Linked DNA regions of Hordeum vulgare: region 2 is linked to region 1. The links are chromatin contacts, called in public Hi-C maps. All regions are on one chromosome and are shown on one strand. Each heading gives the region's core, a stretch centred on a gene start, on an enhancer-like site or on the middle of the called end of the contact. The rest is flanking DNA. Distances are from core to core; before and after follow the strand shown. Region 1 holds the start of LOC123413648 (twinkle homolog protein, chloroplastic/mitochondrial-like). Region 2 holds the start of LOC123411763 (pentatricopeptide repeat-containing protein At1g71490-like).

Region 1 (6,351 bases), core at 3,612-6,111:
GAGGAAGAGGACGTAAATATATCCAAAGTGCACATGATCTGAATGTAGCAGACCCGCTGACTAAACCTCTTCCACGGCCAAAACATGATCGACACCAGAACTGTATGGGTGTTAGATTTATTACAATGTAATTCACATGGTGATGTGAGGGCTAGATTATTGACTCTAGTGCAAGTGGGAGACTGTTGGAATTATGCCCTAGAGGCAATGATAAATATAGTTATTATTATAATTCCTGTATCAAGATAATTGTTTATTGTCCATGCTATAATTGTATTGAATGAAGACTCATTTACATGTGTGGGTACATAGACAAAACACCGTCCCTAGCATGCCTCTAGTTGGCTAGCCAGTTGATCGATGATGGTCAGTGTCTTCTGATTATGAACAAGGTGTTGTTGCTTGATAACTGGATCACGTCATTAGGAGAATCACATGATGGACTAGACCCAAACTAATAGACGTAGCATGTTGATCGTGTCATTTTGTTGCTACTGTTTTCTGCGTGTCAAGTATTTATTCCTATGACCATGAGATCATATAACTCACTGACACCGGAGGAATGCTTTGTGTGTATCAAACGTCGCAACGTAACTGGGTGACTATAAAGGTGCTCTACAGGAATCTCCAAAGGTGTTAGTTGAGTTAGTATGGATCAAGACTGGGATTTGTCACTCCGTGTGACGGAGAGGTATCTCGGGGCCCACTCGGTAATACAACATCACACACAAGCCTTGCAAGCAATGTAACTTAGTGTAAGTTGCGGGATCTTGTATTATGGAACGAGTAAAGAGACTTGCCGGTAAACGAGATTGAAATAGGTATACGGATACTGACGATCGAATCTCGGGCAAGTAACGTACCGAAGGACAAAGGGAATGACATACGGGATTATATGAATCCTTGGCACTGAGGTTCAAACGATAAGATCTTCGTAGAATATGTAGGATCCAATATGGGCATCCAGGTCCCGCTATTGGATATTGACCGAGGAGTCTCTCGGGTCATGTCTACATAATTCTCGAACCAGCAGGGTCTGCACACTTAAGGTTCGACGTTGTTTTATGCGTATTTGAGTTATATGGTTGGTTACCGAATGTTGTTCGGAGTCCCGGATGAGATCACGGACGTCACGAGGGTTTCCGGAATGGTCCGGAAACGAAGATTGATATATAGGATGACCTCATTTGATTACCGGAAGGTTTTCGGAGTTACCGGGAATGTACCGGGAATGACGAATGGGTTCCGGGAGTTCACCGGGGGGGCAACCCACCCCGGGGAAGCCCATAGGCCTTGGGGGTGACACACCAGCCCTTAGTGGGCTGGTGGGACAGCCCAAAAGGCTCTATGCGCCAAGGAGAAGAAAATCAAGAGAGAAAGAAAAAAAAAGGAGGAGGTGGGAAGGAAGGGGGACTCCCTCCCACCAAACCAAGTCCAACTCGGTTTGGGGGGGAGAGTCCTCCCCCTTGGACTCGGCCGACCCCCTTGGGGCTCCTTGAGCCCCAAGGCAAGGTCCCCTCCCTCCCACCTATATATACGGAGGTTTTAGGGCTGATTTGAGACGACTTTTCCACGGCAGCCCGACCACATACCTCCACGGTTTTTCCTCTAGATCGCGTTTCTGCGGAGCTCGGACGGAGCCCTGCTCAGACAAGGTCATCACCAACCTCCGGAGCGCCGTCACGCTGCCGGAGAACTCTTCTACCTCTCCGTCTCTCTTGCTGGATCAAGAAGGCCGAGATCATCGTCGAGCTGTACGTGTGCTGAACGCGGAGGTGCCGTCCGTTCGGTACTAGATCGTGGGACTGATCGCGGGATTGTTCGCGGGGCGGATCGAGGGACGTGAGGACGTTCCACTACATCAACCGCGTTCACTAATGCTTCTGCTGTACGATCTACAAGGGTACGTAGATCACTCATCCCCTCTCGTATATGGACATCACCATGATAGGTCTTCGTGCGCGTAGGAAATTTTTTGTTTCCCATGCGATGTTCCCCATCATTTCCTCGGCGATGAAATTCTAAAAATCTCCTATTCACCCCCCTCTAGTCGATATAACGCACCTTCAAAAAGTAATGGTAATAACAACCAAAAGTTAAGGGAAAAGTCTAAGAGCAACTTTAGCAGACCCTGTATAACTCATGAACCCGTAAAGTAACCGTCATTTTACACTTCTGCGCTAAAAAAGTGTCCCAAAGAGACTTCGTAAACGACTTTTGCCTGTAAGATTTTTTAAGGGGCATGGTAAATATCCCCATTGAACCTGTGAATATAAGGATTTCGGAGCCAACCCGAGGGTGCCCAACAACCATCAGAACCTTCATGGCTTGTTCCCAGACGTCGTCCCGTCCACCCCCGGCCGCCGCGTGTCAGTCCTCGCTGCCGCCACCCCACCAGTCCTGGCGGCAGCCCTGTCGTCCTGGGCGGATTCGGCAATGGCGCGGGGAGCTAGCTAGCTAGCTCCTGGATGGATTTGGGAACGGGAGCTAGCTAGCTAACTAACTAGCTCCTCGATGGATTCAGTGACAGAGGAGCTAGCTAGCTACGGCGATGGTCGCTTCGTGTGAGCCGTCCTGAATGCCGGCGGCTTCGTATTTGGCCTCTTCGTGCGTTCTACGCCGTTTTTAGGAGCGAATTTAGTTGACCATGGACACGGGGCGAAAGGAAGAAGATATGAGGGAAAATATAAGCGAAAATTTGATTTATAGTTGAAGTTTAAGGGGTTAGTTCGATCGCAGTTCGAATCTATCCTTATAACGCGTTTTTCGTGAACTGGAAACCGCGTTTACGGTTTCACGTTTTTAAGGGTCTGCTAGAGATGCTCTAATGCTTGGATTGATCTTTGGAGCAGAGATTAAATGGGAAATATACTCTTAACCTAAAAACATAGTTTTTGTCATATATAAAATGGGTGTTGGTGATGGTTCGACCACCAACCACCGCTCTTCTTAATCTCCTTTATATAAATCTATACTATTTTGTTAGAGGGAACACATCATTTAAAATAAATGATCCAACTATTACTGAAAAACTTCCAAAAAGGAGGAGGACAATAAATATCAATGAGAGTCAAGAGTACACATCGCCTTGTGAATATGCAAACGACATGAGCCAAGCATGATGCCGGCATAAAAGCGGAAACCACCACTTTTAACTAAAATGTAGGGTATATGTAGGATGACAATTAATTACATATGTATATTTATCTAATGAATCCAAATACTCTCCTTCCAAATACTACTACCTCCGCTCCATAATAAGTGTTGCAATTTTGATTTGGACCAGTTCAAAACTGCAACTCTTGTTTTGAATCGGCAGGAGTACTGTACTATGTTCTATTTTTCAAAAGGTACTATAACTATACTATGTTTCCAAACAAAGAAGAAGAAAAAAATCACAAGGATGTGTTTGGTTGCCTGCATTAGGCCCAACCACACCCATGTAGGAAGAAACTGGATTGTTTGGTTACCTGCATTTATTGTTGGCCGTGCATCACACAAAACTTAAAGTGTCTTTGGGCCTGGCTCTCTGGGCACGCCCAGATCGACGGTTTCTTACGAGGCAGGATGAGTTGAGCCACAACGAGAGCACATGGGTGAGCCCGTGCACGACATGAGGCTGGAGGGATGTGAGCTCTGTACGTACGTGCTTCTTCTTCTACCTTCACTAAGCTCCTCACCAATCTCCTTTTTTCCTTTTCCTTTCTAATCTACACAACGGTGCTTTGATTCGAGATAAGATCTACACGAAAAAGATGCACATCGATGTTACAGTTCCATTTTTGCGATCGATTCGAAGTTTCGGCCGTTTGAATTTTTCTTTCACCGGTAGCTTCATAACGTAGTTTTACACGACATTCATGTTGCAAGTTTTCTGTTTCGATGATACTACTGCACTGACGCCGCAATTACGCACACACTGTATTTTTTCTCCTCTACCCTCTGTCTCAGACCCCTCCTATTCACCCCTTTCGACGCTGGCATCGTTCCTCTTGACCTCCATGCCCGCATCCTACTACATCGGAGTCGTTTCTGGTGTCGGTCATCTTGGCATTCTCTTTCTCGTCCTACTGCACCAACGCTGTCATGACACGAGCACTCCATTTTTCTTCCCTTGTCCACTATCTCCGTACAGACTTTCTCTACAACGACGAGGCTAGCAACTAGTTCGATGTGCCGTCGACGGGGTCGCTCGCGCAGAATTTCGTGCACATCGTGTCGGACGTGGCGCGACGACCACTGTCCATCGCAGTCGCCATGATCCGACACGCACTGCATTTCTACTCCCCGTCCTCTGTCTCAACGCTTCTCCGCGCGGAAATTCTCTATGGTGGCGACAGTAGCAACTAGTTCGCCGCGCGCGCCGGCAGGAACGCTCGTCCGAAACTCCGTGCTCATCATGTCGCAGGCGGCGCCGTGACCACGGTCCACCGCACTCGCCATGGTCCGACACACGTTGTACTTCTCCTCCTCCGTCCTCTTCCTCAACGCTCCTCCGCACAAACTTTCTGTGCGGCAGCGATGCTAGCAACTAGATCGTCGTGACGCCGGCGGGAACGCTCGCCCGAGACTCCTTGCTCGTCGTGTCGGACGCGAGGCCGCAATCACTGTCTATCACAGTCAAGAGGCACTATATAACTCTGTGTGTTAAGTATAAGTGTTAGCTCTATAGTTACATGAACCGAATCAATGCACACAACCAAACACTATGGCTGCCAAACACGCCCTGAACCACTTGGAAAGTTTCCCAAGTCCCTGGCAGCGGGACCCATGTGTAAGCACAAGTCCGGGGAACACGCGGCCGGGCGGCCGGCGCGTAAAACCCTAAACCCCTCCCTCGCCCTCCTCCCTTCCCCTCCTATTCCTATCCAATCCAAAAATCCTCTGCTCCTCCTCTCATCGCCTCTCTTTCCTTCCTCCCCAAGACCTCCACCGATTCCCCCAGCCCATGCCCAGCGCCCCGAAACCCTAGCGCCCCCTCCCCCCAACTCCGCCTCGCCATGCCACCGCGGCCCTCCCTCCAGTCGCTCCTCCTCATGGCCGCCTCCACCTCCGCGGGCGCAGGGGGCTCGGGTCCCCTCCTCGCCGCGCGCCGCCGCTTCCCCGCCGCCTTCGCCGCCGCGGGGGGCCACCGCGTCCGCCTCCTCCAATCCTTCCCCTCCCGGACCCGCCTCCCCCGGCGGGCCGAGCTCGCCTGCTGCTTCGGGACCGCCCCCGCCGAGGCCGTGCCCGCCGCCGCCCCGCGCGCCAGGAATGGTAATGCTCGATTCGTTGGCTCCTTCTTCTTTCGGCATCACGCGCCGCCTGCAACAGGGAGCTCTTGCGCCGAGCGAGCATTGCTGGTTCAGTGCTTACTGAAATTTCAGTACCGCGTTACATTTCTTATTCTTTTGGCCTGTATGTAAGCTAGATAGCTCTCAAGCCTGCGTTCTTATATATACATGGTATCAACGGAGATCGCGCTCGAAAGAAATCTTGGTCCGTGTCTAGAAAAAGCGTTTTACTCTGTTTTACGGAACTTGAGCTCTGTCGGACTCTCGGTTGTGAATAACCTCGGACACCTGCGTTTTTGCATAGCTGCTGTTTTCTGGCGTTGAAAGTGGTTTGCTAATGCTTAGTAACAGCTGGATGTAGGATCCTTATTGTTTTTAGTTTTGTACTGATGTGCTGTCATTCTGGGATAACAGTTAGTTCCACGGAGGAGAGAAGGGCTCGTGAAGAACGATTAGGGAAGGTGGTTGAGAAGATGAAAAAGGAAGGAATAGATATGACCCAGTGGAGGCTTGGCATTTTTCAACGGACGATTTGCCCACAGGTATGCCTTTTCTGATATTAAGAATTGCTCTTCCCATTTTCTCTTCTTTTCATGATGTATGTAGTTGGGTAAGCAAGTAAGCTAAAAGGGTTATTTTGTCTGGATTGAGAACATCAAGAATTCACAGCTACAGTTTGTTTTGATCAGTTTAATTAGCTCATTTCTGTTTCACATATCACACACATTGGAAGTATGTATTAACGGGCCTGCCTTTCACAAAAAGAGCGCTCTGGAAGTAGCTGTATATTGTGATCAGTTTGATGACCAGCTTACAAACACGTTCATCTGTATATAATAGTACAGATAAATATATGTTATTTTGCTGATCCATTGTACTTTATATTTTTGATCTATCAAGCACAAAATGATTAAGTATGCTTTCCCTTCTGTTAACTAGTGTGAAGGGGGCTCAACCGAGGAACGAAGCCTCAGTGTCTTCATCCGGGAAGATGGGTGAGTTTTTATGTACAGCACACTTCCAGATTGTTAGTTGGAGTTTTTCTTAAGGTATATGTACTGTAGGCTATCTGTCATCT
Region 2 (6,158 bases), core at 477-2,976, 190 kb before region 1:
ACATCGCGGATGTTGGAATGAAAGAGCTCTGATTGAGCATTCCTTCTGCCTTTTCTAATTGGCCAGCACGTGCATATAGATCAACCATGCAAGTATAATGCTCTGTCTGTGGTTTTATACCATATGAACTGGTCATCTTGTCAAAAAGCTCTTCTCCTTGAGTCACAAGTCCAGAGTGGCTGCAAGCAGACAGGACAGTGACCATGATAATGTTGTCTGGCTCGATCCCACTATCAATCATCTGGTTGAAAAGCCGTAGAGCAACTGAACCTTTCCCTTGCATTCCATATCCTGCTATCATTGAAGTGTAGGATATCATATCACGGTCTTCCATGGTATCAAAGACATTTTGCGCTACGGAGAGCCTGCCAGACTTGGAGTACATGTCAATAAGAGAGTTCCACAACAAGCGATATCCTTTAAACCCATGCTTAACAATGTGGGTGTGAAGCTCCCGCCCATGTTGCAGATTTGCAACACGGGCGCAGAGGGCAAGATAGGTGACAACCGTGACATAATTAGGCTGTACGCCACTAGATACCATTTCACGAAGAAATCTGGAAGCCTCTTCTGCCCCATCTGACAATGCAAAACTAGCTATCATCGTATTCCATGTCACCACACCAGGGCTCCCCAGCATTGTAAACAGCCTGTGAGCGCAATCCATATCTTTGCACCTGGCATACATGGTGATCAACGCATTGCTTACACTCTGTTCCCCGTCACAGCACATGCGTACTGCCAACCCATGGATCTCCTTCCCGAGCCTCAGCCAGCCAACCCGCGAGCACGCGTTCAACCCAATCACCACTGTCACGAAATCAACCTCTGCTCCACCCCTTACCATCTCCCGGATCAGCCCAACCGCTGCCTTATGGTCGCGTATCTTGATGTACACCCCAGCGATCGTGTTCCACGTGACCGAGTTCACCTCTGCCTCCTCGGCTCGCATCTTCTGAAACAGCTCCACCGCCTCTTCCAATTGCCCGGCGGTGGCGTACGCTGAAATCATCGAGTTCCAGGACACGACATCCTTGTGCCCCATTCCGTCGAACACCCTCCGTGCAGCAACCAGGTCCCCGCACTTGGCGTACATGGACACCAGCGCGTTCTGGAAGAACAAGTGTCCGTCCATCCCGGCGCCCGCGGCATGCACGTGCACCGCCCGGCCCATCGCGAGGTCCCGGGCCTCGGCGCAGGCGCGGAGGACGGAAGGGTAGGTGAAGGCGTCCGGAGTGACCGCGGCACTGCTGACCATTTGCTGGTAGGCGGCGAGGGCCTGGCGCGGGAGGCCGTGGCCGAGGCATGAGGACATGAGGATGTTGTAGGGGACGGGGCAGGTGGAGCCGGCGGCGAGGGAGGAGGCGCCCGGTAGCAGGGAGGGGTGGGAGCAGTAGAGGGAGACGAGGCGGCGGAGGAGGAGCGGGTCCCGGGAGAGGCCGAGGGAGAGGGACAGCGCGTGCAGCTGGAGGCCCAGACGGGGGTTGGAGCCGTGGAGGTGGAGGATGGAGATGATGGGGCGGAGGAGGAAGTGGGAAGCGGGGAGGAGGCGGCGGAGCTGGGAGAAGGCGAGGACGGGGGAGGGGAGGAGGCGGGCGGCGGAGGGGGTGGAGAGGGAGCCGAGAAGGGAGGTGAGGGAGTCGGGTCTAGTCGGCGCCGGCGGAGGTGGCGGCGGCCATGGCGATGGCGAGTGCGCCGCCGCGGCGGACATGGGAGCTGATGCAGCGCGTTGCCTAGCTGGCTCTCGATGTTGCGGGGACTACCGGTACGGTTCAGCATCGCCGCTACTTGCAAGATCCAACGGCCGTCGACGATGCGGTGACATGTCTTGGTGCCCCCATCACCGTCTAAACTCAACTCAGTTCATCAAACAGTACTTCCTCCCTCTGTCAACTAACATAAAAAAAGATTCTTTCTCCCTGATTTTCTTCCCACCAATTTTTATTCTCATCTCGGTTCACTGATTTCTTTTACTAAACCGGTTTCATATCAGTTAGTCTAGACATGAGATAAAAAGAAATGAACTGCTTATAACAAGAATCAAACTCATGTCTCCTAAGAAGCTACTCCCTCCGTTCCTAAATATAAGTCTTTCTGAAGATTCTACTACAAGACTACATACGGATGTATATAGACATATTTTACAGTGTAGATTTACTCATTTTACTTTGTATGTAGTCACCTAATGAAATCTCTTAAAAGGCTTATATTTAGGAACAGATGAAGTGCTAAACTTACTAAACAACTAACCCATATTTCTTCGTAATTGCTGATGTAACTATTTCTACTATTTAAATAAGAGAGTCATGAGGCATTCCTTTCAATAAAAACCCATCTTTCTTCTCTTTCCATAATACAAAATCGGGGTATTTGAACCCTTCTTCTTTCTACCATATTAGCTAAACAATAGTCTTGATAACTTTTGCATAAGCAACGTGATAACTATGACATGATCATCCTGATAACTTCAACATTAGCGCCCCGATAAAAATTAAACAAGATAAAAAATGGTGAAAACTATATCGTTAGAAGGCTGATAAATAGAGCGTGAGAAGCGTGTGATAAGTTTATCATGGGCAGCATGATAACTTTACATAGAAATTATCGGCCAATATTTCAACAATTTTTCCCCTGGTGAAAATTTACCATCGTGTTTGAGGGTAAGTTATTAGCTATGTGATGCGTAAAAATACCACTCTTTCTGCACGCAAGTTATCGGTGTAATTTTTTAACAACTTTTTTCCCTCGGTCAAAAGTTACCACGGTGTTTATACGTTGACTATCATGTTTACGATACATATATTAACATGTTATTTAAGCAGAAGTTATCGGGGTATATTTCGGAAACCGGGTATATTATCATGGTTTTTGCACCTAAGTTATCAGGTCCGATCGAAGATGCATATATTACCGTGCTATTTGCATAGAAGTAAAAAAAACTGAGGTATGTTACCTGGACCGGGGTACATAAGTTATCAGGTCTCGATGTGTGAGTGATCATGCTATTCACATAAAAGTTAACGAGGGGACATTTCATCAACTCACAACCCCCACCCCCGTCGCCAAAGTTACCAGGACCAAGATACATAAGTTATCAATTCTGCGAATTACGAGTTACCATGTTATTCATACAAAAGTTACCGAGGAGATAATTCATCAACTCCCCCTGCACTCTCCGTCGCCAAAGTTACCAGGATCGGGGTACATAAGTTATTGGGTCTACAATGTGTGAGTTACCATGCTATTAACACAAAACCTACGGAGATATTTCATCAACCATCCCCGTCACCAAAGTTACCAGGATTGGGGTACATAAATTATCAGGTCTACAATGTGTTAGTTACCATGCTATTTAGACAAAAGTTACGGAGGAGATATTTAATCAACTACCCCGCACCCCCACACCCAAAGTTGTCAGAATCGTGACTCAAGTCTTAGAAACTTACGATCCTATGATCCAAAATAGCCGCTCCGATTCTAGGATTTTGCTCATAGAATCTAAGTTTCTATGATCTTGATAGTTAAGATTCTATGATTCACGATCCTAGCAACGGATCTCCGATCCGATTCAGAATCACTATTCTGACAACTTTGCCCGCACCCTCGTTGCCAAAGTTACCAGGATGGGGTACATAAGTTATTAGGTTTGAGATGTGTGAGATACCATGCTATTCACACAAAAGTTCATAAACTCCCCTCTCCTTTCATTGTGAAAGTTACCATGAATGGGTTACATAAATTATCAAGTCTGTAATTCGTGAGTTATCATGATATTCACACACAAAAGTTACCGGGGTATATTTCATTAATCCCCCCACCCGCGCCCCCGGTCGCTAAACTTACGAGGACATGGGTGCATAAGTTATCACGTATGTGATGTGTGAGTTACCATGTTATTCATACAAAAAGATATCGAGGGTACGTTTACATTAGTTTTGTTTTAGGGTAAAAAATGCTACCACGATATTTGTACATAAACTATCATGTTTATGGTGCGTATAATTATCGGGCTCGTTAAAGAGAATTTACCGAGGGATGACACACGAGAAAAAGACCGGTGATCGAATTCTATAGGAGCAAAACATTTATTTCTGTAGAAAAATATTCATCACTACAAAAAATATACAGGTGGAGTACAAAACATGTTGCATCGGTCCTTTAAAAAACTTGGAGCAAATGGTTTTATCCTCTCGTCAAAGACGCTATGGTCTTCCTTTCTCGTTGTCACTTTCTAAGGTATAAGTACCAGTTAATCTCCACATGAAACATAATAGTTACTCATCTCAGCTGATAGCGTGCCATGGCCACAACCAACAGGTTGTGTGTTTGAATCCTAGTAGCGGCTATTTTTTCTAAGCTCTTTTTAGGCGCGAGAGCAGAAGCGAAGCTGCAAAAACCAGTATGCGTGAAAATAGCATTACCCTATAAAAAAAAATTAGATAATATAAGAGCATTTAGATTTCAACTATTATAAGAGCATTTAGGTCACTCTTAATCTAAACACTCTTATATTAGTTGATAGAGGGAGTATTTTTTGAAGTTTGAAATAATACAAAAAAGATATTAACATGTTCATATGGATACATGTTCATATGGATGTATATTACATATGTGCAAACTCTGATGATGAAATCAGTAAGAGCATCCACAGCTGGGCGCCCGAAACCTGCCTCAAACGTCCGGACAAACGACCCTATGATTGTCCGATCACGAAAATGCGATTCAGATGGGCGCCTTAAACATGCATCAAACTCTCTGGCTAACCATCACCATTCATATCTATTTCAAATCTAGAGCGGATATAGGGCGTTCGGACGCATCTGCCCGATAGTCCTATCCCACCAAAAATCACACCAAATTCACCCCATCCACCTGATCTGCTCTTTCATTTTTTGCTCCTCCACTACATATGTCTCGCTGCTCAGTTGTCGCGCGTGCTCCGCACCCGTCCCGAGCATCTACGCCTACAGCACTGTCACAACACTCCTCCTCATGTACTCGTTGCCAGAGATGTCGTCGCCGGCTTGGACGCCACTGATGTACGTCCGACAACTCTCGGGCTACCCCTTGCATTCTATGTGTTTGACACATTGTCCGACCCGGTTTCTTGCGATTTTTAGGGAAAGCGATGAATTCCAATGCTTCATCGAACAAGGAGCATGAACCGACGGAGCTTGATCAAATGATTCAAGATGAGTTCTTCGATTCGTCGGATTCAGACGAAGAAGTGGACATAATCATACTCATGAGCATGCAAGAGGAAATAGATCAACAGGTGGAGCATATTCTCAACTTCAAGGGCTCAATCAAAGGAAGAAGAGAGATCAACCAAGATAGGGTATCTAACGCACGACTACTGCAGAAGGACTACTTTGCTCCGCACCCAACTTTTTCGGATGATCCATTGTTTCGTCTTCGTTTTCGCATGCAGAAACCATTATTTTCCGCATTATGGATGGAATGGAGGCTTGCGATGACTATTTCAACCTCACAAGGGATTATTGCGACCAACTTTCTTTCTCTGTTGAGTAGAAATGCACAGCTGCTCTGAGGATGCTTGCACTCGGTACTGCCACAGATGTTGTTGGTGAGATGGTCTGAATGGGGGAGAGCACATGCTTGAAGATAACTATCAAGTTTGCCCACATCGTCGTGCAAGTATTTGGAGTGGAGTATCTGAGAGAGAACAATGTGCGGGACAAAAGAAAGTTGTTGGGTATTAGAGATGCGAGAGAGTTTTGAGGCTTGCTTAGATTAATTGAGTGTATGCATTGGCAATGGAAGAATTGCCCCAAAAGGTTTGCAAGGAATTATCAGGATCACACCAAAGAGACCAACACCATACTAGAAGCAGTAGCATCACATGATTTATGGATTTGGCATCCTTTCTTTGGAATGTCGGGTTCTCACAATGACATCAACGTGTCTCAATGGTCCCCGATGTTCAGGAGGCTCTATAAAGAGGAACCATTGTCGTGCAACTACAGTGTCAACGACCATGACTAAAACATGGGATACTATATTGCGGATGGCATCTATGCTCAGTGGGCAGCGTTTGTGAAGACCATTTCTGAACCACACGGCAACAAACAAAAGTAGTTCGCAACCATGCAGGAAGCAGGTCAAAAGGATGCGGAGAGGGCATTTGGAGTGCTTCA

The links. A called contact is a pair of places that touch in the nucleus more often than the background predicts.
Region 2: a contact with region 1 is called in a Hi-C map of leaf, with 5 times the contacts expected there. The contact joins the promoter of LOC123411763 here to the promoter of LOC123413648 in region 1. A contact is called at or near these places in 2 of 6 Hi-C or Micro-C datasets (leaf and seedling) and 1 of 1 datasets of contacts at active chromatin or transcription factors (embryo).

The regions. Positions count from the first base shown.
Region 1 is chr7H:595,004,417-595,010,767 of MorexV3_pseudomolecules_assembly, reverse strand. LOC123413648 (twinkle homolog protein, chloroplastic/mitochondrial-like) reads left to right here and starts at 4,861. Exons shown (of 22, transcript XM_045106586.1): 1 at 4,861-5,256; 2 at 5,688-5,815; 3 at 6,213-6,268. The coding sequence starts at 5,001.
Region 2 is chr7H:595,195,203-595,201,360 of MorexV3_pseudomolecules_assembly, reverse strand. LOC123411763 (pentatricopeptide repeat-containing protein At1g71490-like) reads right to left here and starts at 1,726. Exons shown (of 2, transcript XM_045104729.1): 1 at 1-1,726. The coding sequence starts at 1,711.